Linked DNA regions of Gossypium hirsutum: all the other regions are linked to region 2. Evidence: chromatin contacts called from public Hi-C data. All regions are on one chromosome and are shown on one strand. The core of a region is the stretch at or near the end of the contact, and the rest is flanking DNA. Distances in the headings are between cores, read along the strand shown.

Region 1 (6,388 bases), core at 3,340-5,839, 200 kb after region 2:
TATTTGAGAATTTTGATTGTTTAGTTTTGATAATTGCTCATAAATTTTGTTCTCTGTTGGTAGATTCAACCATTTCACTAGGCAATTTGAGTGGCCTAATTTCTTCTTTGTCTTTTGGTTTAAATAATTTAGTTTAAAGAATTATACGGGATTCTAGAAATATCATTTGGTTTAAGATAAATAGATTGAGAAATCAACTCTATTTCTTGTTGTACTCTTTCATTTCTAATCATATTTAGCATATTACGTGCTACCTTGTCAATTAGCTTGATTTCTTTTTTGTTTCAAGCTGTAACTATTTCTTTTTTATACTTTGCTGGCAAACATCTAAGAACTCACAACATGGAAGGAAAAGAAAAAGAATCAGGTTTATCAATTTTTCAATACGTCACCAAGGCAGAAGGCACAAAAGAAGAAGAAGAAGAAAACAACCATTTAGTGTTGGGATGTACACAAACCTCAAAACTGGTGAACAAATACTATATGTGAGTATATGTAACTATTCTAAATATTGATTTTGTTACCTTTTGACTAAGTAATTTATATCTATTGATTTAATTGCTTTCTATTTTCCCTAAAACCTGGTACAAGCAGTGAAAGAACCACTACTATTGTAAGGAAGATTGGACAATCTGATACTTCCCAATATCAACATTCACGGAAAGGCCCTAGATTGAAGTGGAAGGGGAAAAAGGCTGTGACAATAAGGCAAATTATGCAACAACACTTTGATGTTGTCCAAAAGAAGAGGGGAAATCCTTCTAAACAAGTGCAGATAAGGACACAAGCAAGCCAAAGAAATTCTATTATAATAGATGATTGAAGTGCAAATTGATGCTAGCTTAATTTTAGTTTCTCTGATAGTATAGTTTATGGTTGACAAGGGACAAGATTGGTACATTTTGTTCATATGGGAACCATTTGTTGATAAGAGAACATCTTGTTTACATTGGAACATTTTGTTGATAAGATGCATTTTGAGGATATTGCATATTCAAATTTACTTTTTATGTAATTTTTTGACGTTTTGTTTCTTTATTGTTTGTTATTGAATTATGGTTTAATTGATATTTAAAATTCATACGGAATTACAATTAAATATTGTTTGCATTTGAAGATGGAATCTTGTAGTTTTGGGGTTAGAGTTGCTATTTTTTTTCTTTGGTTCAATTCATTATAAAAATTATAATTAAATTTTATTGTAAATAAAATTAATTAAATTAATTTAGTTATAATGATAAATAAAAAAAGTCAAACTTAATAGACACATCATCTTGACCGTTAAAAATTATTGGTCAACGTCAGTCAAGGGTCATTTTACTGAGTTTTGACGGTTCAAGTACTCAATTGAGTGAAAAATAAAAGACTTAAATTTTTTTTTTAATTCAAGAACTTTCTTCTTTCTTAAGCCATAAAAACTAATCACTATATTATATTAAAATAAAATTATACTTTCTATAAAAAGAAAGTTAAAGATTTTAATTATTCAATAAATTGTAATACACAATAATATTAATTATGAGGAAGGTTAGAGAGACGGCAAAAACAATTAGCCATGAAGAAACCATAATAAACTTAAACAAATTTAAATAAATAAATAAATTAAAAATATGTAAATAAATAAATAAAATTAAAAATACAACTTCCTAAAAAAATAAAAATAAAATTTGAATCTAAAATGAAAGCTAATAATATTGCAAAAACTATTTAACATCCCCAATCTTGATATTCTTTAATATATCTTCCTCCACATTATCTTCTTTTGTTTGAGATCCTTATTGTTTAATAATGCAATTAATCACATTTTGATTCATATTGCTTCATTCAACTTCACAAGAAAAAATATTGTTAATATCAAATTAAAAAAATATTATTAAATATATAACACAATTAATTGCATTTTGACTCTTGTTCCTTTATTCAAAACTTCACAAGAAAAGAAAATATTATTAAATATCAAATAATAAAATAATCAAAATTAAAATAATAAAATTGGATATATAAGATAATAATAATTTTTATAAGAAAACAAAATCTATTTGTAAAAATAGAATGCCGATAATGGTAAGAAAAGAGAGGAAAATAGAACATAACGATTTTATGTGGAAACTCTTTTGGAAAAAAACCACGAGCAGAGGAGAAGAAAATTCACTATGTATATCGAATTCGAATAATACAAGAGGAGAGATGACTACGTCTATTTATAAGTTTGTAAAATCATATTCTAATCAAAGCCAAATAGAAGTAATGCAGTAAAGTTAAAACACCTTATTCTAATCAACAGTAATTAGAGGAAGTGTACTTCTATACGGATTTCACTTGTCCGACCTTACCCTTATAGATCCTCTATCTTGTCACTTGTATTTTTATTAAACAAGAATTTGGGTCACATATCTTTAACACTATCAAATAACAATAAAAACTTATATATATATATATATATATATATGTAAATGTTACTTTTTTTTTATAAATACAAATGTATAGAACTATTTATAGTCTCTCCCCACCCTATAATAGGAAGATAAATGCGTTTCAGCACGCTCAAACACATATCCTCCTGCATAAACAATAATATTAATGCCAATCGAGTTAAGACTTAGTCGGTTCTAAATGTTATTTTGAATGAAAATGTTTTGTTAATTCAACTATTATATCATATCATATAGTTTATATTATATTATACCACATTATATTATTATATGGAAAAATATTTAGTATATTATTAATAGAGTTTTTAAACTTCTCAAATGTGATTAAGGAATTAATAAGTATACTATAAAAATATAATAAATAAATAATTAAACGAATTCATAAATTTTAATAGTTGGATAAGAAACACTTAATTATAATGATGTGACTCACAATGTAATTTGTGGCTAAAAAGACAAGAGCAGGCCGTACTTTAGCTTCAAGCAATCACCACCAGACGCACGCTACAGACGTAAGGAATGGCATATACTACTCGCTCTATGGAAGGTCCTAGAATTATTATTATCCTTGTAATAATTATTAAAGATTGTTGTCAATAAAGCGTCCAATATCGAATAATAAATAAATAAATAAAGCATCCAACGTTAGAACATGAAATGGACGTACTACCTGTAATTATTCATATTATATGTTTACTATAAAGTAACTACCGGAAGTAAACAAAGAGCTAGAAATAAATCTTGAAACTTTTATAATAATAAAAATATAAATTTATTATTTTAATATTTTATATATTTATAATTTTTGAAAGATTAAAATAAATTTTTATTATTTTTAAAGAGTTAAAATATAATTTTATAATTATTAATTTAAAATATTATAAATTTCATTTAAAATATTAAAAATCTAAATAAAAAAAACTTCATTGAGAACTGGATTCCTTACTAACCTCATTGAATTCGTCACTAACATAAACCTAATCTAACCAAACCCACCCTAATAAAACTTATAAATAAACCTAGACTGAAATCACATAATTTAGAGTTTTTGAGATACATATTATTTTTCTTTTATTGATTGATTTCCAATATATATATATACTACTTATTAATTATTTTATTGAATTAATTTCACTCATCAACTGAGTTAAAAGAAATTACTCAAAAATATTTTTATTTACAAAATAAATTATATAACTATGAAAATATTTTTTATCTTTTTATAAATAAATAAAAAATTATTCGTAGTAAAATTTGAACCAAAAGACACTATGCATATTAAACTTTTTTATTTATCATTTAAACTAAACCTATTTTTTAGTTTTCATTTGAAACTTCTATAAATATATTTATAATTCTAAAATTATATATATATATATGAATAATGTTATTGATTAAACTAGTGTCATAAATAATTTCACATATATAAGTCGTGTGATAAAATTTTTAATTTGTATTAAATTTATGATATAATTAATAATACAGTCAACCAAACTCCAATTTATATAAAAAAATTATTAAAATATATTACACAATACAATGTATTATTATAAAAATATTTTTATTTTTTTACCTTTTATTTAAAAATTCGATTTAATTCGTGATTCAATGAATTTAAACATTAAATTTTACTAAAAAAAATTCCACTCCCTTTTCAATAAATATAGTATTAAATAATTTTCTTTCACCTAAACCATATTTTGATCATTATTTAGGTTAGTTAGGCAAAAAAATCTTCTCAAATTTTTTCAAATTTGAAATTTAATAAATTGGTTTCTTTAAAAAAAATTAGAGTAATTTAATATTTTTTAATTTTAAAAATAAGCAATTAAAGATAATTAATTATAATTTTAAATTTTTTATTAATTGTACATTATTTTGATTAGTATAATAATACATTTAGCCTTCAAAGTTTATATATTCTATCAATTTGGTCTTAATTTAATAAATTTATTTATGCTGAGGCTAAATTATGTTAAACTTTTTAAAATTAAGGCCAAAATGATAAAATATGTAAATATTAAAGATTATATTTATTGTTATATTAATCAAAATTATGTATAATTAAAAAAGATATGAATTTCATGATTAATTATTTTAATTTCTCATTTTTAAAATAAATAAAGATGAGTTACTTCAAAACATTGAAGTCACAGAAAAATTGAATAAAAGAAATATCATAGAAAAACCTACCAACCCTCCTATAAATATACTCTGACTCCCCCTTCAGAATCAGAGAAAAACAAGTAAAATCCAAAAGAAACCCAAGATTATAAATTTAGTATCGATTTGAGTATTTGAATAGTTTAGATTACAAGAATGGCAGGGGAATTAGTATTGTTGGATTTCTGGCCAAGTCCATTTGGGATGAGATCCAGGATTGCTTTGGCTGAGAAAGGGATACCATACGAGTACAGAGAAGAAGATTTGAGGAACAAGAGTGATTTGTTGCTGCAGATGAACCCTGTTCACAAGAAAATCCCTGTTCTTATCCATAATGGTAAACCCGTTTGTGAGTCTGTCATTCAGGTTCAGTATATTGATGAGGTCTGGCATGATAAAGCTCCTTTGATCCCTTCTGATCCTTATCAAAGAGCTGTTGCCAGATTCTGGGTTGATTTCGTTGACAAGAAGGTGCTTTCTTTTACTCGTTTAAGTCTCTACGTTTCTGCTATGATTGTTCAATGGGCTGACTTGATTTTAGATTATGTTTTGATTTAGTTTCCATTTTGGGGAGGGGGGTGGTTCTGGGCTGCAAATAGGACGGCAACAGAGTGGCAGGAATTGCTTAATCTATAGGATTTTATTATACCACTACTATATAGGTTAAACTCAACCCTTCTCTTATGATTGAAACATTTGGGATAAGTGAAGGAAATCTAATGGACTCAAATTGAGATGAACAGTATTTTTTCAATAAGTGATATTGGGTTACACTAACACAACTATAGAGATACTTCCATTTTTCATTTGTTCTGAATGTGTAAGTTGAACTTAACCAATTTAGAAAGCTTGATTTTATTGGTTGCAAATGTTATGCTTACAGCTCATCCACAACTAAGTCCATTATTTTAATATTCTAGATGATATTGGCTTGCTTACTCACTTTCAACCTATTCTAGTTGCAATTATTGCAACTTTTTCACTATCCACAACTAGATCTAATTATCAATGATGATAATTTATGACCATGATTACTGTTTGAATTCTTTAGCTATGCAGGGAGAACAAAAACATTTTCTTGATGTTCTATGATTATTCATATTCATGTCATTATATGTTTTTCATGTTGAGGGAGAGATGAAACTAAAAATAAATGTGGAAATTATTACTGACTGAATAGAACTCTAATTCTCCAATATTGTAATGTGAAGTGCAGATATATGACCTGGGGAGCAAAATATGGAAGACAAAGGGAGAAGAACAAGCAAATGCAAAGAAAGAATTTATTGAGTGCCTGAAGCTGTTGGAAGGAGAGCTTGGAGACAAGACTTACTTTGGAGGAGAAAGTCTTGGATATGTGGATGTTGCATTAGTTCCATTTTATACCTGGTTTTATGCTTATGAGAAGTGTGGGGACTTCAGCATTGAAGCAGAGTGTCCCAAGATGATTGCTTGGGTTAAAAGGTGCATGCAAAAGGAGAGTGTAGCCAAGAGTCTTCCTGACCAAGAAAAAGTCTATGAATTTGTTCTGCAGTTGAAGAAACTCTTTGGAATTGAGTAATTCAATTCTGGGAATCCAAGCTTCAGGCATGTACTACCATTATATCTGGTTTTAAATAAAAGAGCATTTAGCTGTTGCCTGCCTGGTTGGGATTGTCATTTGAAATTTCGAGTTTTCAATTTATAAAGTACTTTTAGTTCCTATGAATGTTCTTAATCTTTTGGTATGCTCTTTTTTTTTCTTTTTCTAGCTGGTTGAATCATGTATACCACTATGTTTAAATACCCTTTAA
Region 2 (6,337 bases), core at 2,940-5,439:
CGAAATAAGCTAAACCCAAGTCAACAGATTTTCTCCGTACATTCAAATCTATGCATCTCATCCTCATAAACACTAGAAATAACATCTCTATTGAGAAAAGACAAAAAAAACACTCTAAAGAATTACAAAAACATGAAAAGAAGCATAAGATAAGGCTACCATAGTCATGTTATGAGCAGTATGAAAGGACAAATCAGAGAAAACCGAACTGAGATGAATACAATCTTAAACAAGGATATCGAATTTAAACACATCAATTCTTTCTTGAGTCAAAGTATTAATCACACGTTGACAATCAAACTCAATCTCAATGTTATCTAGCCTCTAAGCACCAAGCCACGATAACTCTCCTTTAATTGCAAAAACCTCAATAAATTGAGGGTCCCAAGTGGTCCTGACATGGTCAACCATCCCTTTAACAAAGACACCAATTGCTGCATAATTTGAACACTACTCGTCGCGAAACAAAGCTCCATCCACATTACATTTGAGTGTGCCGATAATTGGCCTCTATCACCCAGGAATAGTCGAATCAAACTAATGAGCTACTGGTTTTGCAGTACCATAAACCGATTGAGCCTCCAACCATTGCATAAGAAAATTGTCTGCAATGTCAACAACATGCTGCGGGGAATGAGCCTCACCTTTCCAAACAAGCAGGTTATGATGGAACCAAATACTCCACATGATGGTGAGAATCCGATGAAATCTATTAATATCATTTGACTCAAAGAAAAATTGATGCCAGACCACCCAACTAGAATCACAAGAAACAAAAAAGATGATCACAAGTTTCCTCCTCTCCACAACAAACACAAGTCACAGCATTTTTACCCCTTTATTTGCTAACCTTGCACTAGTAGGAATAAAATTTTTTAGACACCTCCATGTAAAGTCTTTGATCTTCAGTGGGGATTGACCATTCCAAATTCTCAACCAAGGTCCATCGACTTCAAACGAATCAGAATTAGAATACAAATCAAAGGCTAACTCGTGCCCTGATTTTACCATGTATAAACCATTACTAGACCAGTGCCATATTAATTGATCTGGACCCTTCTGCAACCTTATAGGGATCTTGTACATTTGACTCACATCTTAAGGGGTCAAGATGCTTTCCACCAACTCTTCCATACCTGGCGAAGTCAACACATTTTCATAAAGCAAGTCACGCACCTTCAACTCTTCCATACCTCGCAAAGGGTTGGAATCAATGTAGAAATTTTTGTTATTTCCAAGCGTGGGTCCTAAAAAACACAAATAGTCTCACCATTTCCCATTCGCCACCTAAAGCCTTTCTCAAAGAGATGCATAGCAGCATAACTACTCCTCCAAACAAAAGAAGGATTATAACCTTCTTCGCCATCGAAAAATCCACATTGTGGAAGATATTTAGCTTTGAAGAATCGACTTAGAAGAGACTCTGGCTATGTAATAAATCTCGCATCCTGCTTACCGGGCATTGTCAAGTTGAAGCAATAGAGGTCACAGAAACCCAAGCCACCTACCCTTTTTGGAACACAAAACTTGTCCCAAGATGACCAATGTAATTTCTACGATCATCGCCCCTAGAGCCCCACCAATACGAGTTCATCATTTTTGGCAAGGTGTCACAAGTATAGAGAGGGATCATGAAGATACTCATGCAAAAAATGGGTAAAACCCATGCAACCGTCTTAAAAACAGCTTCCTTTAATAGTTTCGACAAAAGATTCTTCCAACTATTGATACGTTTGTTCTACCTGTCCCGAATAAAAAAAAAACATGTTTCTTATTTCTCCCAGTCAAAGAAAGAAGCTCAAGATATTTGTCGTGCTCTAAAAGAGTCGAAACACCGAACAACGAGTACCCCACATTTCTATCATAAAGCTTCATGTTTGAACTGAACATAATCCTTGATTTCTAAAAATTAATAGCATGACCCAATGCTTCCTCGTAGTCAACAAAAAATTCTTTAACTGTAGATCACTCAACCCCAGTCGCTTAGAAAAGAAATGGAAGTTGTCATCAGCAAAAGGCAAATGAGAAATCGAGGATCCTCCACGACACACAAAAATACCATGAAGGTCACCCCTTGCTTCTACCTTACAGAGTAAATAATTCAGCCCATCAGTACACAAGACAAAAGAGGTAAAGCAACAAAAGATCTCCTTGACACAAACCTCGATGTGGAGGAATAGGACCCGCCTCATGGCTATTCAAATAGATGGAATAATTAACCATAGTGACACACATTATGATCCAATTCACCCAGCATAGAAAAACTCATTTTTTGCATAATAAATTGAAGAAAATCCCAATCGATACGGTCATACGCTTTGCTAACATTTAACTTCAAAGCAATCTCACCCAACTTACCGTGACCTTTATTATTCATATAGTGGATAAGCTCAAAAGTGATCAAATGTTATTAATGATCGACGTCCTGGAACAAAAACATATTGCATGGGAGAAATGATGGAAGGCAGAATTTTCTTAAGACAGTTAGCAAGAACTTTTGCCACTATCTTGTAGAGAATGTTACAAAGCGCAACAGGCCTCAAATCTTTTAAGCTATCTAGTTTATCATTCTCGGGAATTAAAATACTCAAAGTTTCGTTAATCAAATCAAGAAAAGCTCCATTATTCAACCACGAATAATATTGATTGAAAACATCGGTACCCAAAATAGACCAACACCGTTGAAAGAATCCCGAATTCATACCATCAGGACCAAGTGCTTTATTGGGGTGCATACTCATAATTGCATCACGAAATTCCTCAATACAAAAGGGGCAACAAAAGACTCATTTTGACTATCAAAAATGCAAGCAGAGAAATCGGTAGTCGAAGAATGTGAGAAGAGATCAATAAAGAAAATATTGATATACACACATCCTATACTATCTTCTCTTTAACTCAATTTAAATTTAATTAAATTATTTAAAAAGATAAATAATTAGACTAATTCGCAACGTTTTCTTCCCTCTTCTAATCCTCTCGCTTCTATCTTCTCCTTTGAAATTCTTAAAATTCTCCATTGAAATAATTAGACTAAAGTCTCCACTTGAAGATGATAGGATCAAAGGACCTGCTTAAAGAGAAAAAAATGTTGTTCCTTGATCACATGTAAATAATAACTGGTTCATGGAAAATACCATAGACTTAGAGTCCAGTTATTATTTTCCAATCTAATTATTTTTAGTCTCCTTTTTCAGTAAAAAATAAACTATTAATTTTTCTCCTTTTTGCTCTTGAAGCGGCTCTTTGATCCTATCGTCTTCAAATGGAGACTTGTGCCTAATTGTTTCAATGTAGAATTTTGAGAATATAAATTCCTATTTAAGAATTTCAATAGAGAGAGCAAAAGTATGAGAGATTTTTGCATAAAATTTTTAAATTTCTTAAACTTATGAACATGTAAAATGATTGAGGGGTGACTTTTTTTTATCAAAAAACTTCTGTGTTAGATAAGAATTAAACTCTTTTATGTATTATTTATCTCGTACTAATTTAATTAGAGATAAAGAATATGGCTTCTCTATAAAATAATTCCAAAAGATTTAATTTCTTGATTTATCATTTTAAATTTTTAGTATTCTTCGTGTCTATTTTATAAGTTATGTTCGAGTAAAATGATAAATTATGATTAATCTAAAATTTCTCCCCAACTTTTCATTAATAAACCAATAAACTTATTTGCATTTACTTTCACTATTTTTTTTCTTTAAAAAAATAATGCATCAATTGTAATCTTCTTCTAATATATATCACTTCAAAAGGCATCTAATTAATATTTCTTATTAATTGTTTTTTAACGTGTTAAGCATATATACTACTTATATAAATAATATAAAAAGTCAATTCTAGAAGCAGATAAACTTTTTGATTTTTTATTTTTTGGAAAGTGAAACAGATATACTATTTTAAAGACACTAACTAATAGACCAAACTAGGATTTCTTTTTTCCCTTATAAAAACGGTATTATTAAATGTCATAATCAACTACCTTTGCATGCAAAAAAGAAAGCACAAATTTTAGTAACTGTGAGTCACCCTCACTTGACTAGGTAAAATATTCGGTTATACCAAGCCAAAAACACGGCGATTTACACGTGTCCAAAATCTGCCGTAAGATGTATGATTGGGCCCGACACCCATCAGGTGAAATATCTTGTCGGAAAATCTTTACGTGGCAATAGATTATGGGGGCTATAGTACCCTTCACGCCAACTTTTATAAATGTTGAGACACACACGCGTTGGATTGATCCAAACATCTTCTAACTAAGGTTGTCTTTTTATTAATTTTGTTTGCATCAAAACGTGACAATCAAATCGGCATGCATGATTGGATGTTTGGGGTTAGCGAATAATAAATAATAACGACCAATCATCTTCCACGATATAACCTATCAAACAAAACATCATCACATAATTTGAGATAAAACAAAATTATGTGATAATAAAATTAGATTCAAAAGAAAAAAACATTGAAAACATTATCTGTTAAAATAGTAATGCAGCTAGTTATTTCAGTTAAATTTTAAATTAATTAATTTGGTTTAGTATGATGTCTAAATTATAGTAAAAGAAATTGATACAAGTGATTTTAAAGAGGGTATTCTTTTTCCTATTTTAATATCTCATATAAGTTAGTCGATGAGTCATAAAGGGTTAAAAATAATTTTTTTTAAAAATATTTTTAAAAATTTTAGAGTTCGAAATAAATTGACAGATTTCATAAATGTTGATGAACAAATTTATTTACTTTTTTTAAAATTAGAATTAAAATGACAAATTTTGTAAACGTTTAGGGTTAAATTAGTTGAATTTTTTTATAGTTTGGGATCAAATTAGTAGAATGTGTAAACATTAGAGGGCTAATTTTATTATTAGACCAATAAAAAAGCCCAAATCCGCTCAAAATGACTAAAATATTTAATTTAGAAAAATTTAGTGACTAAATCGAAAAATTTAATAATCGGGTGACTAAAATAGAACGAAAAAATAATTGGCTGACCATTTTTATAATTCACCTATAAAAAATAATTTTTAGCATGTTCCACATCACTATTTAACAAAAAAAAATTAATGAAAGAACTAATTTGCATGTCTTGAAATATAGAAAGGTTAATTTACCATATTTTTAGTAGATAGGTTGAAATATGATCCACTCCTAAATACAGGGGCTTCCTTAATACTTTTATCCATAATTTCCTTGTTTTATTTTAAATCAAAACTATAACCACTATAAAAGCTATCACATTATATGGTATCGAATTAATTCAACATCGAAATGGTTTTATATTTAGTGAAATCAGTAATCTCTTTAAATATTTCAAGAGGGGCATTATGGTAATGACCAAATTAGATATATATTTTTATTTTTATTTTAAAATTTGTTGGGACCAAAACGATCTCATGTAAAAAAATTATACGTGGTTTATTTAAAATATCATATTATTTTAGGGTCATTTCTTAATTTATTGCATGTATTTGTATAATTTATTATAATAAATTTATTAATTTACCGATGCATAGCGAGGGATCTACTAACTTAAAAACACATTGAAAACAACTTTGATGGCTGTACTTTTCTGATTTGATTTTGAATTATGATTAAACTCTTCGGGTGAGAATTAAAAAAAAAGTGCGAAATTAGTGTCCTACATTTTTTTATATATTTTAAATTTAATTATTAATATTATTAAAATTTTTCTATTAAATGATTGAACTTACATTTTAACTCCGATAAATAAATAAAATTAAATTCCTAAAAATAAAAAATAGTGAGTTGGAAGATTTTTTTTTGGTAAATTACAAAAACAAGGCAAAACCCGAACAATAAACGTGACTAGCATAACTCAAAACTAGATCAAATTTGAGGCAGTGAAGACTCTTAATCATCAAGTCATCATATGAGGTCCTGGGTTGAAAGATATTTTAATTTATAAAAAACCAAGTAATTTATGTTGGTAAGAAAAGAGATAAATGTAATTTGAAATTATCATAGATTTCAATTTGGGTTGTAGGAGACCAAGGAGGCATCCAATTTATAGAGAATAAAAGAATAGTATAGTAAGAATATAAAGTTGTAAGCACTTAAAAATAGATTATGATTATAGAGTTTGAATACATTATCCTACATGATTAGGTATAAAACAAAATTGAAAGTGGGAATAGGAAGGATAGATTGGGTGATTGCGTCTAAAATGAAGAAAAATGTAAAGACATGAGATGTGGTCATTGATTACGTAGGTTTCAAGTTATTAAAACTTGTACCATCTTTATCTTCTAATCCAATTAACGTACACAAAGGCATTAACGAATTAGTTAGTTAATTAATTAATATAACA
Region 3 (6,221 bases), core at 1,929-4,428, 180 kb before region 2:
GTTTCTTCGATGCAACACTAGATGGCTGGATGTACCTTGGAGGATTGCTTATGGCAGTTTGTCCTTGCTGAAAAACTTGAGAATTACTACTGCAGCCATTGTTGGCACAGTGCTGCAATAAAGTTTTTATCTTGTAAAGGAGCAAATGAGGTGATGCCTTTTCTAGTACGGTAATTTAAGAATTAGCTTGTTTTCTATTTACTAGATGACAAAAATGTTATTATTGTTAAATCGAAATATCCTAAACTGATCCTATGATGAATACCAACTCCTGTATAGAATCTTCATACATATGATCTTCTTATTTATCTCTATCTTAAAAGTGTTATCCTGACTATCTTAAAAGTGTTATCCTGATACCATCCACATTCCTACTGGTTATCTCATTCTCTTTGTGTGTGGGGGAATCTGCTGGATTCTTAGCATGTTGCTTGAGTCTGATATTTCAGTTTCTTGGTTATCAATGCAATTAATTGCTGCATATTCTTATAAACATAATGTTTGAACGTTGAAATCAGATTGAGATTGAAAAGTTGAAGAGATGCGGTGCAGAAGAATCCTGTGATTGTCGGAGTTTTTGCTGTCTAGAAAATCTACCCTGGTCAAATAACTTTTCTAATACTCTAAAGCAGCTATGTATTGCTCGTTGTCCAAAGGTATTAATATTGATATCTTGCTTCTAACAAAATTCAATTTGCTTCTAATGTGTCAATATGTTGTTTAGGGTCATAACAATGATTCTTTTCTTGTAGGCTCTCTCTGCATGAATATTTTGTTTGATCTCATAGGGTGCTTATTTTTTGATCATACACTTGCAGATTCTATGTCTTCATCTACAACGTGCTTCAATTAATGAGTTCGGGGAACTAATCAAGCTTCAGGTAGTTTCCTTGCTTGTTAATCAGTCTCACAGCATGGTTTCCTTAGAAAGTAATTCTTGCTTGTATGTCTTCTTTGCTAAAATTTAAATGAGAATTGTTTGTCATAAAATCATGCCTTAATGAATGCAGGGCCATATTGCTTTTCCATTGATTTTAGACCTGTCGCCATTCATGACTACTGAGGTGGAAATAACGAACTGGGAAGGGGTCCATAAAGGGCAACTGAAGCTGCAAAATCAGAAGACAATGCCTCATCTCAACCTTATCAATGCTCAATATGAAAGCATTCTCAATCGCATCAGTAAACCAACAGGAGAAAAGGTCTCTTCAGAAATATTAGTTGCAAATGGATCTCAATGTACTACTTCCCCCGGAGAATCTTTGCCTGAGAAGAGTAAGCTGTACCCAACTGATGGCTGTTCAAAGGCCTCCAACATAGACATGCATGAGCAACATAATGATAAGGTTGGTTGAATAATTACTAATCTGGTCATATGTAGGTTGTTATGCAATTTTGAGCAACATATATTAATAACTATCTTTGTTGGTTCACTAAAAGGTTTAATTTTAATGTTTTTAAAGCACGTCTTGTAAATTGTGTTAAGGTGTCAGAGCTTTAGAGGCTTCTTGCCTTGGTTCTCATGCCTCGCAGTTTACCATTTGTGATGATAGTTCTCCCTATGTTCCTTTTTTTGGTATTATTGCTACTATTTTTGTGCATGTTTTCTGCAAGAAGCATTGATTTCTTTTTCCCTTCTCATCATTGATAAAGTGTGAAATTGTAATCAAATGTGAGTATTGCTACATGAATGAAGTGCCAAGGAAACAATTTGTTGGAGATCCTTTGTTGCGTGTGATTCACTCCAAACCTCTTTCTTGAAAATTATGACTCCTTCCTTGCATATAAGCATCTGTTTCTTAACTTGGTTTAGGAGGAAAAAGTTTCATGATTAAGTTCCAAAACTAAGTTTGTTTTGCTAACTTTCTTACTATATGCTACACATTAGATTTGGGATTCATGATTGAGTGAGGGCTGACGGCTGTCTATATTGGATGTGTATTTTTATGCAGATAAGCTTGACCAGCAAGTTACCTCCTTCAGAAACTAAATCATACCGACTTGCTTCAGTTGTGGAGCACTTTGGGAGACCTGGAGGTGGGCATTACACTGTTTACAGAAGTATGAGAACTAAATCTGATGAGGAAGATTCTGATGAATACTCCGAGCCCGCTACAACCAAGTGGTTCTGCATTTCAGATTCTCAAGTATGTAGTGTCTCAGAGAAGGATGTTTTAGCTGCAGAAGCAAGCCTACTTTTCTATGAGAGGATCGTATAAGGCTGAAATGATGCCTACTCGTATACTTATGATTTCCCAAACTCTCCATCTCATTTCTCTCAAAAGCTACTTCTAGCATCATAATTGCAAATTGTAATATTAAAGTGTTGATATGGTGCTTGTGAGAGGCCTGACTGAGAATTGATTGTGATCAACTGATTGGGATCAACCCTTTCCCGGAGTAACTGTGGAAGAAGCATAGCTTGTTTGGAGATTATACCTTGAAACTGAACCTCTCCACTCTATACCTATCATTTCCTTGTGAAGGGCAAACAGCAGAACTAACAGGAAGGATGGATGGTCCAAGGGTTTTTGCTCTTGCTATAAATACAACATTTGCCGCTTCATATCGTTGTTTGTGTTTTTTTTTTCTAAAGGAAAATGTTAGGAGCTAGTTGGAATATGTTTAAGGAGATTCAATGCAATTGCCTCTTTGTGAGGGCTTTTACAACTTGATTTTGCCAAGCTTCGTGATGGTAAATAATTGGGTGTTTGGGTTGTAATTTCATGCACTGTCAGCTTATGAACACTATCCTTAGTAAAGCATGTCAACATGTTAGTGAGATGGGTTTACATATATCTTGATATCAAGAAACAGCAACCTTAGGTTACTTCGCAAATTTATTCTGAACTCTCAATCTAGTCTCAAAATGATAAAAAAAAATTACTGTGTTCCCACTTGAAAATGACATATTATCTGCCCAATTATGATAGATACGTGTACAGTAGCGTATACCTGATTTCCTTTACGACATGTGCGAACGAAATCTTTGTGTAGTAATCGTTAATCCGATTCCTGATTATAGTGAATCTCTTGTTATCATATATCACAAATTCAGCACTTCCCATATTATCACATCCGTATTCTTTCCGGTTCTCAGATCACCTCTTGTCCGTACCTCCAGTTCAATCTGTTATCATTTATTTCTGTCGATTCTTTTTTGGGTATTTGAATCTCCATGGCTAAGGAAAAACCAATTTCTTCAACAACTAAAAGAAGCTACTGGAGATGGAGCAAAACGGACTTCTTCCCAGAAACCTCGTTTCAAACCTTGTCATCTTACAAAACAGCACTTTCCCAAACCTGTCCTCGTCTCAGTGACCGTCTCTTAGCACGTTCCTCCTCCACCGACGAGCTTGTAACCCTTCAAAAAGTAAGTGAAAACCCCATGCAAAAATGTCTAACCTGGTGGGACCTCATTTGGCTCGGCTTTGGCTCTGTTGTTGGTTCTGGCATATTTGTCATAACAGGTCAAGAAGCTCACAATAATGCAGGTCCAGCTATTGTTTTGTCCTATGCTATATCTGGGCTTTCAGCATTGCTATCTGTTTTTTGTTACACTGAATTTGCAGCCGAGATTCCTGTAGCTGGTGGTTCGTTTTCGTATCTTCGTGTTGAACTAGGTGATTTCGTTGCATTTATAGCTGCTGGTAATATTCTTTTAGAAGCTTTAGTCGGAGCTGCAGGATTAGGAAGATCATGGTCTTCTTATTTTGCTAGTATGATTAAGAATGATTCAGACTTTTTGAGAATTAAGGTTGATTCTTTGCCTGTAGGATTTAACCTTTTAGATCCACTTGCTGTTGTGGTACTTTTGGTTGCTAATGGGATAGCAATGAGCGGAACTAAGAGGACGTCTTGGTTGAATTGGATTGCTTCTTTGGTTAGTGGTGCGGTGATTGTCTTTGTTATAGTTTTCGGGTTTATTCATGCAAAAACTTCGAATCTGGAACCGTTTTTTCCTTATGGGGTAGAAGGGGTTTTCAGGGCCGCTGCTGTGGTTTATTGGTCTTATACAGGTTTTGATATGGTGGCAAATATGGCTGAGGAGACTAAGAAACCCTCTAGGGATATACCAATTGGGTTGGTTGGTTCCATGTCTGGAATTACGGTGGTTTATTGCTTGATGGCTTTAGCATTGACCATGATGGTGAAGTATACTGAGATTGATGTAAATGCTGCATATTCTGTTGTTTTTGAACAAATTGGGATGAATTGGGCCAAGTATTTGGTTAGCATATGTGCACTTAAGGGAATGACAACAAGCTTGTTGGTTGGATCTCTTGGGCAAGCTCGATACACAACTCAGATTGCTAGAGCTCATATGATTCCTCCTTTTTTCGCTTTGATTCATCCCAAAACTGGAACTCCTGTATATGCTACCCTGCTGGTGACTCTGATTAGTGCTATTGTTGCATTGTTCTCTAGTTTAGATGTTTTGTCAAGTGTTTTGTCTTTCAGCACACTCTTCATTTTTATGCTAATAGCTGTTGCATTGCTTGTGAGACGATATTATGTGAAAGATGTTACTCCGAAGAATGATTTGGTAAAATTTCTTATATGCTTATTCATTACTATTGGTTCCTCAATTGGAGTTTCAGCACTTTGGAATTCAAATGAGAGAGGATGGCTTGGGTACACTACGGCTGGATTGCTATGGTTCTTCGGGACTTTGGGAATGGCATTTCTTTCCAAGCAGCGTGTTCCAAAGGTCTGGGGAGTTCCACTTGTTCCTTGGTTGCCATCTTTGTCAATTGTGATGAACTTGTTTCTCATAGGATCTTTGGGTCTTACAGCAATTTTGAGGTTTATCATTTGCAGTGCAGTAATGATAGTGTACTACCTGCTTGTAGGTCTTCATGCCACTTATGATGTGGCTCACCAAAATGAATTAAGTGCCTAAAACTGAAGAGGGTAAATAAAGCTGTAACCTGAAGGACAATTAATGCAGTAGTGAGTGGGACAGATTTTTTACTAGTTTATATAAATTTCTGGTGTAATATACCGCTTTCATTTCAGCACTTTTTTCACGCTTTCTTGTTTTCTTTTACTCAACTCTGTCTATTCTCCATCCATAATGTTTCCAAAACTGCAAGTATATATTTAAAAAGCACTCTGCCAATTAGGATTTCTATTGCTTGCCCATTCAATTGGGGAACCTGTTACTCTCCCATCATAATGCTTTCTAGATTAATTGCAATGGATCCCTCTCTCTCTCTCAATGAATACCTGATCTTACATGACTTAATACATTGTTGTAGGTTTAGTTTTCTTGTGATCACTACAGTATTAAGACCATCGGATGTAGCTATTCAGACAAAAGTTTCAACAGGTGCTGCTGTAGCTATACTAATCTCATGCAGGTTAACCCATTATGACCATGTTTCACGGAATGGTGTTTTATTAAATAATATGTCATTAGACTTGGCGCTTTGAATCTGTGATGACTATGCTCTAGTGCTAACCATGATGCATAAAGAGAGGAGAATTAATCGAATGACATCTTTTCAGCTTCATCTAGAAAAATTGGCTCGAATCATTTTTATCTGGTCTGTCTTCTCTATTGGAAATGACTGCTCTTCTACTAGCTAGATTCCTCTTGAAAGATTCGCAAATGATGGACTGCAAAACCACGTTGTTTATATTGTCCTGCCTCCCTAAATTAGATCCCTCATAACTGCAACTTCATTTGCTTCCTCGCTGGTTTTCTTGCTTGGATACCTCATTGGGGTTTTAGATTTACTTGGACTTCCATAAGTAATTTGCTTAGGAGTGTTTCTAACTTGAATTTTAATGGTTTTTTACCAGGGCATAGTCTTGTTTACTGTTTTTTTTTTTTTGTATTTATATTGACATTTTGGGGTCTAGCACCAGCAGGTCTGCACCCTTTGCTATTTTGGTAATTGGGGATTTCACCGTCTCAATAGCAGCTATTGCGAAGGCTTGTTTGGTGTTATTATGTTTTAGCCATATCTTGACTTTATAAATTGATCCTGCAGTATTCTTATAAGTTCTTTGCTTCTATTTTAGTGATCCTGGAATAATCTCTCTTTTTGTTACCATGGAACTTATGGACCCCTTGCTAATTTTTTTTTTTTAAAACGCTATATAAATTGCAAGAGAAAATAGATAAAGGCTTCAGATTTTATGGCTAGTTAGCGCTGCTGAACTTGATCCTAAAAGCATAGTTGACCCAGCACAAAGCATTGCGAGTGTTCTAA
Region 4 (5,515 bases), core at 915-3,414, 150 kb after region 2:
TTCAATTGAACTGATTTTTATTTTTATTTATAATTTATTTACTTTGAATTGGTCTAGGAGCCAACTGGTCAAACTAGTTCGAAATCTATTCTATTGCCAATTGATTTTTTAGCTAGATTCGACACTCTAGTAGATTTCTGGTCCAGCTGGTCTAATTCGATTTAAATAACATTAAATGTTAAATTTTTTATGTTTTTAAAATAATTTTGTTTTGAATTTAAAAAAATTATTTTTCATAATTTTTTTTAAAAAACTAAAATTTTTAAAAATTTAAAATATGAAAAAAAAATCAATTTCCCAATAGTCAAATCCCTGTTTTTTTGGCGGCACTGGACTAAAATATAATTATCTAAAGTATTCAGAGACTTGATATGTAAATTTTTCATTTTGAGTGGCTACTAAAATAAAGGGAAAGGCTGCCACCTGACAGTATGGCGGCACCAAACCTTAAATGTAGCTAATTGCCTTGTAAGCCCTCTTTATTTATTATATTTTTATTCCCTTTCAACTCACTATGTTGTGTTTAAATAAGCCCTTAACATATTTTTGTAGTTAAATAAGCCCTTAACTTATGATTTCTACTCATAAAAGCCCTTTATTTTAATATTAAAGTAAATATATTTTGAATTTCAAGCTCTTATCTTAATTTTTTGTTGATGCAATAAAAATTATATACACTTTAACATGAACATAAAATCTAAAAAAGTAATAAAAATTTTCAAAAGAGTAGTTAAGAATATCATGTATATAAGAATTCTTAAGAAATTTTAAATTTTTATTTTTTTATTTAATAATCTATTCTCATCAAATTCACCTCAACATAAAATGTGCATTAATTTGTATTTTTTTAAATAGTTTTACTTTGGGTAAAATATATTACTTTAATATTAAAATAAATGAATTTTATAAGTAAAAATCATAATTTAAGTGTTTATTTAACTACAAAAATAAGTTAACGACTTGTTTAAACACAATATAGTGAGTTGAAAGAGAATAAAAAGAAAATAAAAAATAAAGAGGACTTATAAGGCAATTAGCCACATTTAAAATTTATTGCTGCCACACTGTGAGGGCACTCTTTCACTTTTTCTTTCAGCAGCCACTCAAAATGAAAAAATTGCATATCAGGTGTCTGAATACTTTAGATCATTACATTTTAATTCGGTATCGTCAATTTGACAGACGACACCAATAAAACTATACTGTTTTGATAAATAATCTAATAGGCATACTATTTCAATTATTATTATTATTATTATTATTTAGGTAAAAAAACCCTAATCTCCACATAGGGGTGTGCAAAATTCGGGTAAAACCGAAAAAATTCAGTTAACTGACCGAATTCGGTTAATCGGTCGGTTAACCGAATTAATTCAGTCGGGGGTCGGTTAATAATTTTTTGAGTTTTCTGTTAACGGTTAATTCGGTTCGAAATCGATCGGTTAACCGAATTTTTTCGATATAAATAGCCCACTATTCACTCAAACTCAATCCAACATAAACCCAAATACCCAATCTAATATATATTAACCCAACTACCCAACCCAACCCAATTACCCAACCCAATCATAAAAATTACAAATAATTTAATAAATAAAAATAAAAATCTAAGACTAAAAATAAAAATAAAAAACATATAATTTTATACAAATAATTCGGTTAATTTGAGTAATTCGGGTAATTTGGGTAATTCAGATAATTCGGTTAATTTGATTAATCCGGTTAATTTTATACTTATTTTAACCAAAAATTAAAAAAATATATAATTTTTAGTAATTCGATTAACCGACCGAATTAACCGAATTTCGGTTCGGTTAATTTTTATGAAAAAATTTCAATTCAATTAACGATTAAACTTTTGAAAAGTCAATTAATTCGATTAATATTATTTCAAGTGAATTAACCGATCAGTTAACCAATTGAACACCCCTATCTCCACATTCAAAACATATATCATGATGTCTCATGATTATTTGAATAATAAATTGTCATTATAATATTATTTGGTAAAAAAGCCTAATGGGACTATGAGCTCTATTTTTCTTTTTTGGTCAAAAACTATGAACTCCAGTAGTAGATGACGACGCATGCAATTGCATAAGGGCAACCCCTGCTTCATATTAAAACAATCACTACTGATGTAAGGAATGGGATACTATTCTCTTTATAGATTAGAAGGCCCTGGAATAATAATAATCATTATTCAAAAGGATGAGCCAAGCCCATGGAATGTAAATAGTAACTGGATATCAGCAAAACGAAAATATCCGGAGTTTTCGAGAGAGAAGATCCGGAAATACACGTTTATCTTTTTTACTTATAACGAAAAAACTATAAAATACAGGTTTATCGCCGGAAATAAACTTTTAGAAAAATGAAAATATCGGGAGTTTTGGAGAAAAGAGAATTTCCTTTTCTCTATCTCCAGATTCATTGATTTATGTGATTATGTCAGGAAAGACAGAGAAAAAGCTACCGACTCTTACCCTTTTTTTGCCTATAATTATACATACTTATACGCCTTCAGTTCAGAATCAGAGAGAGAAAAGAACAAACCCAAGATTTTAGTTTTAGTATTTGAATCTTTAGATCAAAAGAATGGCAGAGGAAGTAGTATTGCTGGATTTCTGGCCAAGTTCGTTTGGGATGAGATCCAGGATTGCTTTGGCTGAGAAAGGGATTAAGTACGAATACAAGGAAGAACACTTGAGGAACAAGAGTGCTTTACTGCTGTAGATGAACCCTGTTCATAAGAAAATCCCTGTCCTTATCCATAACGGTAAACCTGTTTGTGAGTCGCTCATTCAGGTTCAGTACATCGATGAGGTATGGCATGACAAAGCTCCTTTGCTCCCTTCTGACCCTTACCAAAAAGCTACTGCTAGATTCTGGGCTGATTATATTGACAAGAAGGTACGTTCTTTTTTTTCCCTTTTGGAACTGTTTACATAAATAGGAGAGCAAAGTATTGTGCCTAAAATAATGTTAAATGAAATGCAGATATATGACCTGGGGAGCAGAGTATGGAAGACAAAGGGAGAAGAGCAAGCAACAGCAAAGAAAGAATTCATAGAAAGCCTGAAGCTGATAGAAAAGGAGCTTGGGGACAAGCCTTACTTTGGAGGAGAAAGTTTTGGATATGTGGATGTTGCATTCATTCCGTTTTATCGCTGGTTTTATGCTTATGAGAAGTGTGGGAACTTCAGCATTGAAGCAGAGTGTCCCAAACTAATAGCATGGGCTAAAAGGTGCATGCAAAAGGAGAGTGTATTCAAGTCCCTTCCTGACCAACAAAAAGTCTATGATTTTATCCTCCAGATGAAGAAACATTTCGGAATTGTGTAATCCCAGCCGTTGTTTATGATTTTAAATAAAATGGGGACATTTATGTTATGCCTGCCCTGTTGACAGTTCTTCTATTTTTCCTCTTTCAATCGCTTAGATGGTTTGGGACTTGTCATTTGCAGTATGGAGTTTTTAAATAAAAAAGTAATCAGTCCTATACACTTACTCTTATAAAGAAGAGGGTAAATTATACTCTTAACTTTAATGTAATTTCAATTTAGTCATTTAATTTTTAAAAAATAATAAATTAATTTTTTTAATTATTTTCTATTACAGACGAAATGGAAAGTTGATATGTTATTTAATTGACTACGTTAGCATTCTAATTGTTGTTTAAATAATCCTAATTTAAGAAAAGAAAAATAAAGAGAAGAATAAGAGAAGAAATAAAGATACCTAGAGGTGTGCATGGGCTTGGTCGGGCTGGAGGCTCGCTCGAAATGTGGGAGGATTTGGACAAAAATATAGGCCCGAAAAATGGGCTTGGGCAAAAAAATAAGGTCCATTTAAAAAATAAGTTAGGTTTCGGGTAAAGCATTTTTGGCCAGGGCTCGGCTCTGTCCGGCCTGAATTCACTACATGATAACTTTTTTAATATTATTTTTTTATTATTTTCTCTTTATTTTGCTACTATTTTACTATTATGTTGATACTATTATGTTGTTATTATTTAGATATTGTATAAAACTTATTTTATTATTAATTTTTTATTATTTTAAAGACATTTGTTAATTTTGTTATTATTTTAGAATATTTGCTTGTTAAGTTGTATTTATTTTAGTGTTATTTAAGTATACATATTTTTTAAAATTTATTTTTAATTTGTTGAGAAATATTTATTTGATGTTTTTAGTATTTTTTATGGTTTATATATATTTTAAAATTATATAAAAAAATAAAAATTAATATGGGTAGGAAGGGTCGGGCTGGAGTTTTAACATTTTTATTCGGGTTGGGCTTGGGCAAAATTTTAAGCCCATTTTTCGAGTCGGGCCAGGCCCGAGCTTAGTAAACGGGCCTAAATTTTTAGTTGGGCCCAACTCGGCCCATGCACACCTCTAAAGATACCCTAGTTATGGTTGTTTTGTTCCTCTAATGTGGAGCTACCATCCAGTTTGTTGTTGTCCCTTTTTTCTTCTTTTTTTCTCTTTTCTTTTTTTCTCTTAACTCTAGTCACCACCTTTCATGGCCTTCTTCAGCCAACCGTCTCACTAAATGGCTTATCTTTGCCTTTTTTCAAATCTCATTTTAGATTTCTCAATAGGCATTCAAAATCCTGAGATTAAGACCTTAAAGTTTTGAACAAGGTTTCAACGAATTTTCGCCATCCATCGTCGAACTATCACCATATTCTAGCCACAATTCTTCTTCAACCAACCATGACTCTTGACCGCTCGAATCATCGAACTAATGGTTCAAGTTCTCTAACTCGTAAAACCCGATATGGGTGTGGTTTCTTCTCTTTTGATTCTTATTCCTTTTTAGGTTTTTTTTTTTTACTTCTCTCTTTTGATGTAGGCCAATTTGGGATTCTTATTCTCTTTTTTGCTGGTTTGATTTTGGATGCTTGCTATTTTGTATTTTTGTTTTTGGTTGGGATTGCACGGGTCTAGATTGTTTAGGGGTTGGGATTTGGTTATGGTGGTGGTGTCTTGGCACATGAGTGATACTGAGTGATGTCGGTGTGGTAATTAAATGATGGCGGGCTTGTGAAGGTGTCCAATGTCAAGGGTGGTGGTGAGGGAGTCGAGAATGATGAAAAAAAATGATGAACAAGCCCACTGTTTAACTGTTGCATGTGAGAGGGATGACAAGAAAATGGTGGTGGTGAGGGAGCCGAAAGGGATGAAGAAAAATGGTGAAAAAGCCCTTCTCCTTTTCTCTTTCTGTTTTTTTTAATGGTGGTATATGAGAGGGATAACAAAAAAAATGTCCAACATGGCAAGTTGACTGGTCCCATAGCTAGTTAACTGCCACGTCACCTATCCAATTAGGCATATAATAGAGAACGTTAATGGGTGACTGATTTGTCACTTTTCGATAACGTTAGTGACTGATGGGCATCGAAACCACCAAATATAAATTTCCTACGCTCTAACTGAATTAAACAGTAATATAAAGAAGTAGGGTCGATCCCACAGGAACTGGGATTCCTAATATTATTTTTATG

Evidence for each region. Hi-C and Micro-C count contacts between places; a contact is called where the count stands out from the background.
Region 1: a Hi-C map of leaf shows a contact between it and region 2, with 3 times the contacts expected there. The contact joins the promoter of LOC107912931 here to the enhancer-like site in region 2. A contact is called at or near these places in 3 of 34 Hi-C or Micro-C datasets (leaf and petal).
Region 3: a contact with region 2 is called in a Hi-C map of leaf, with 2.7 times the contacts expected there. The contact joins the promoter of LOC107912925 here to the enhancer-like site in region 2. A contact is called at or near these places in 13 of 34 Hi-C or Micro-C datasets (anther, callus, fibers and 2 more).
Region 4: a Hi-C map of leaf shows a contact between it and region 2, with 2.2 times the contacts expected there. The contact joins two enhancer-like sites. A contact is called at or near these places in 6 of 34 Hi-C or Micro-C datasets (fibers, hypocotyl, leaf and 1 more).

Annotation. Positions count from the first base shown.
Region 1 is chrA13:98,910,286-98,916,673 of Gossypium_hirsutum_v2.1, forward strand. It overlaps LOC107912931 (probable glutathione S-transferase), which reads left to right and starts at 4,590. Exons shown (of 2, transcript XM_016841321.2): 1 at 4,590-5,066; 2 at 5,812-6,297. The coding sequence starts at 4,752. The coding sequence ends at 6,156.
Region 2 is chrA13:98,711,847-98,718,183 of Gossypium_hirsutum_v2.1, forward strand. No RefSeq gene overlaps it. Among protein-coding and RNA genes, the nearest start is that of LOC121212943, 35 kb to the left of the region's middle. Within about 2 kb of position 4,190, at least 3 of the 9 cell types and tissues checked have an H3K27ac peak or open chromatin away from gene starts, as enhancers often do. A contact at or near this core is called in hypocotyl and leaf, where this site is marked.
Region 3 is chrA13:98,529,168-98,535,388 of Gossypium_hirsutum_v2.1, forward strand. LOC107912925 (cationic amino acid transporter 8, vacuolar) reads left to right here and starts at 3,179. Exons shown (of 1, transcript XM_016841316.2): 1 at 3,179-5,132. The coding sequence starts at 3,179. The coding sequence ends at 4,903. LOC107912924 (ubiquitin carboxyl-terminal hydrolase 27) reads left to right here. Exons shown (of 11, transcript XM_016841315.2): 7 at 22-150; 8 at 519-656; 9 at 819-881; 10 at 1,011-1,346; 11 at 1,953-5,018. The coding sequence ends at 2,219.
Region 4 is chrA13:98,861,272-98,866,786 of Gossypium_hirsutum_v2.1, forward strand. It overlaps the pseudogene LOC107911336. Among protein-coding and RNA genes, the nearest start is that of LOC107911335, 29 kb to the left of the region's middle. Within about 2 kb of position 2,165, at least 7 of the 9 cell types and tissues checked have an H3K27ac peak or open chromatin away from gene starts, as enhancers often do. A contact at or near this core is called in hypocotyl and leaf, where this site is marked.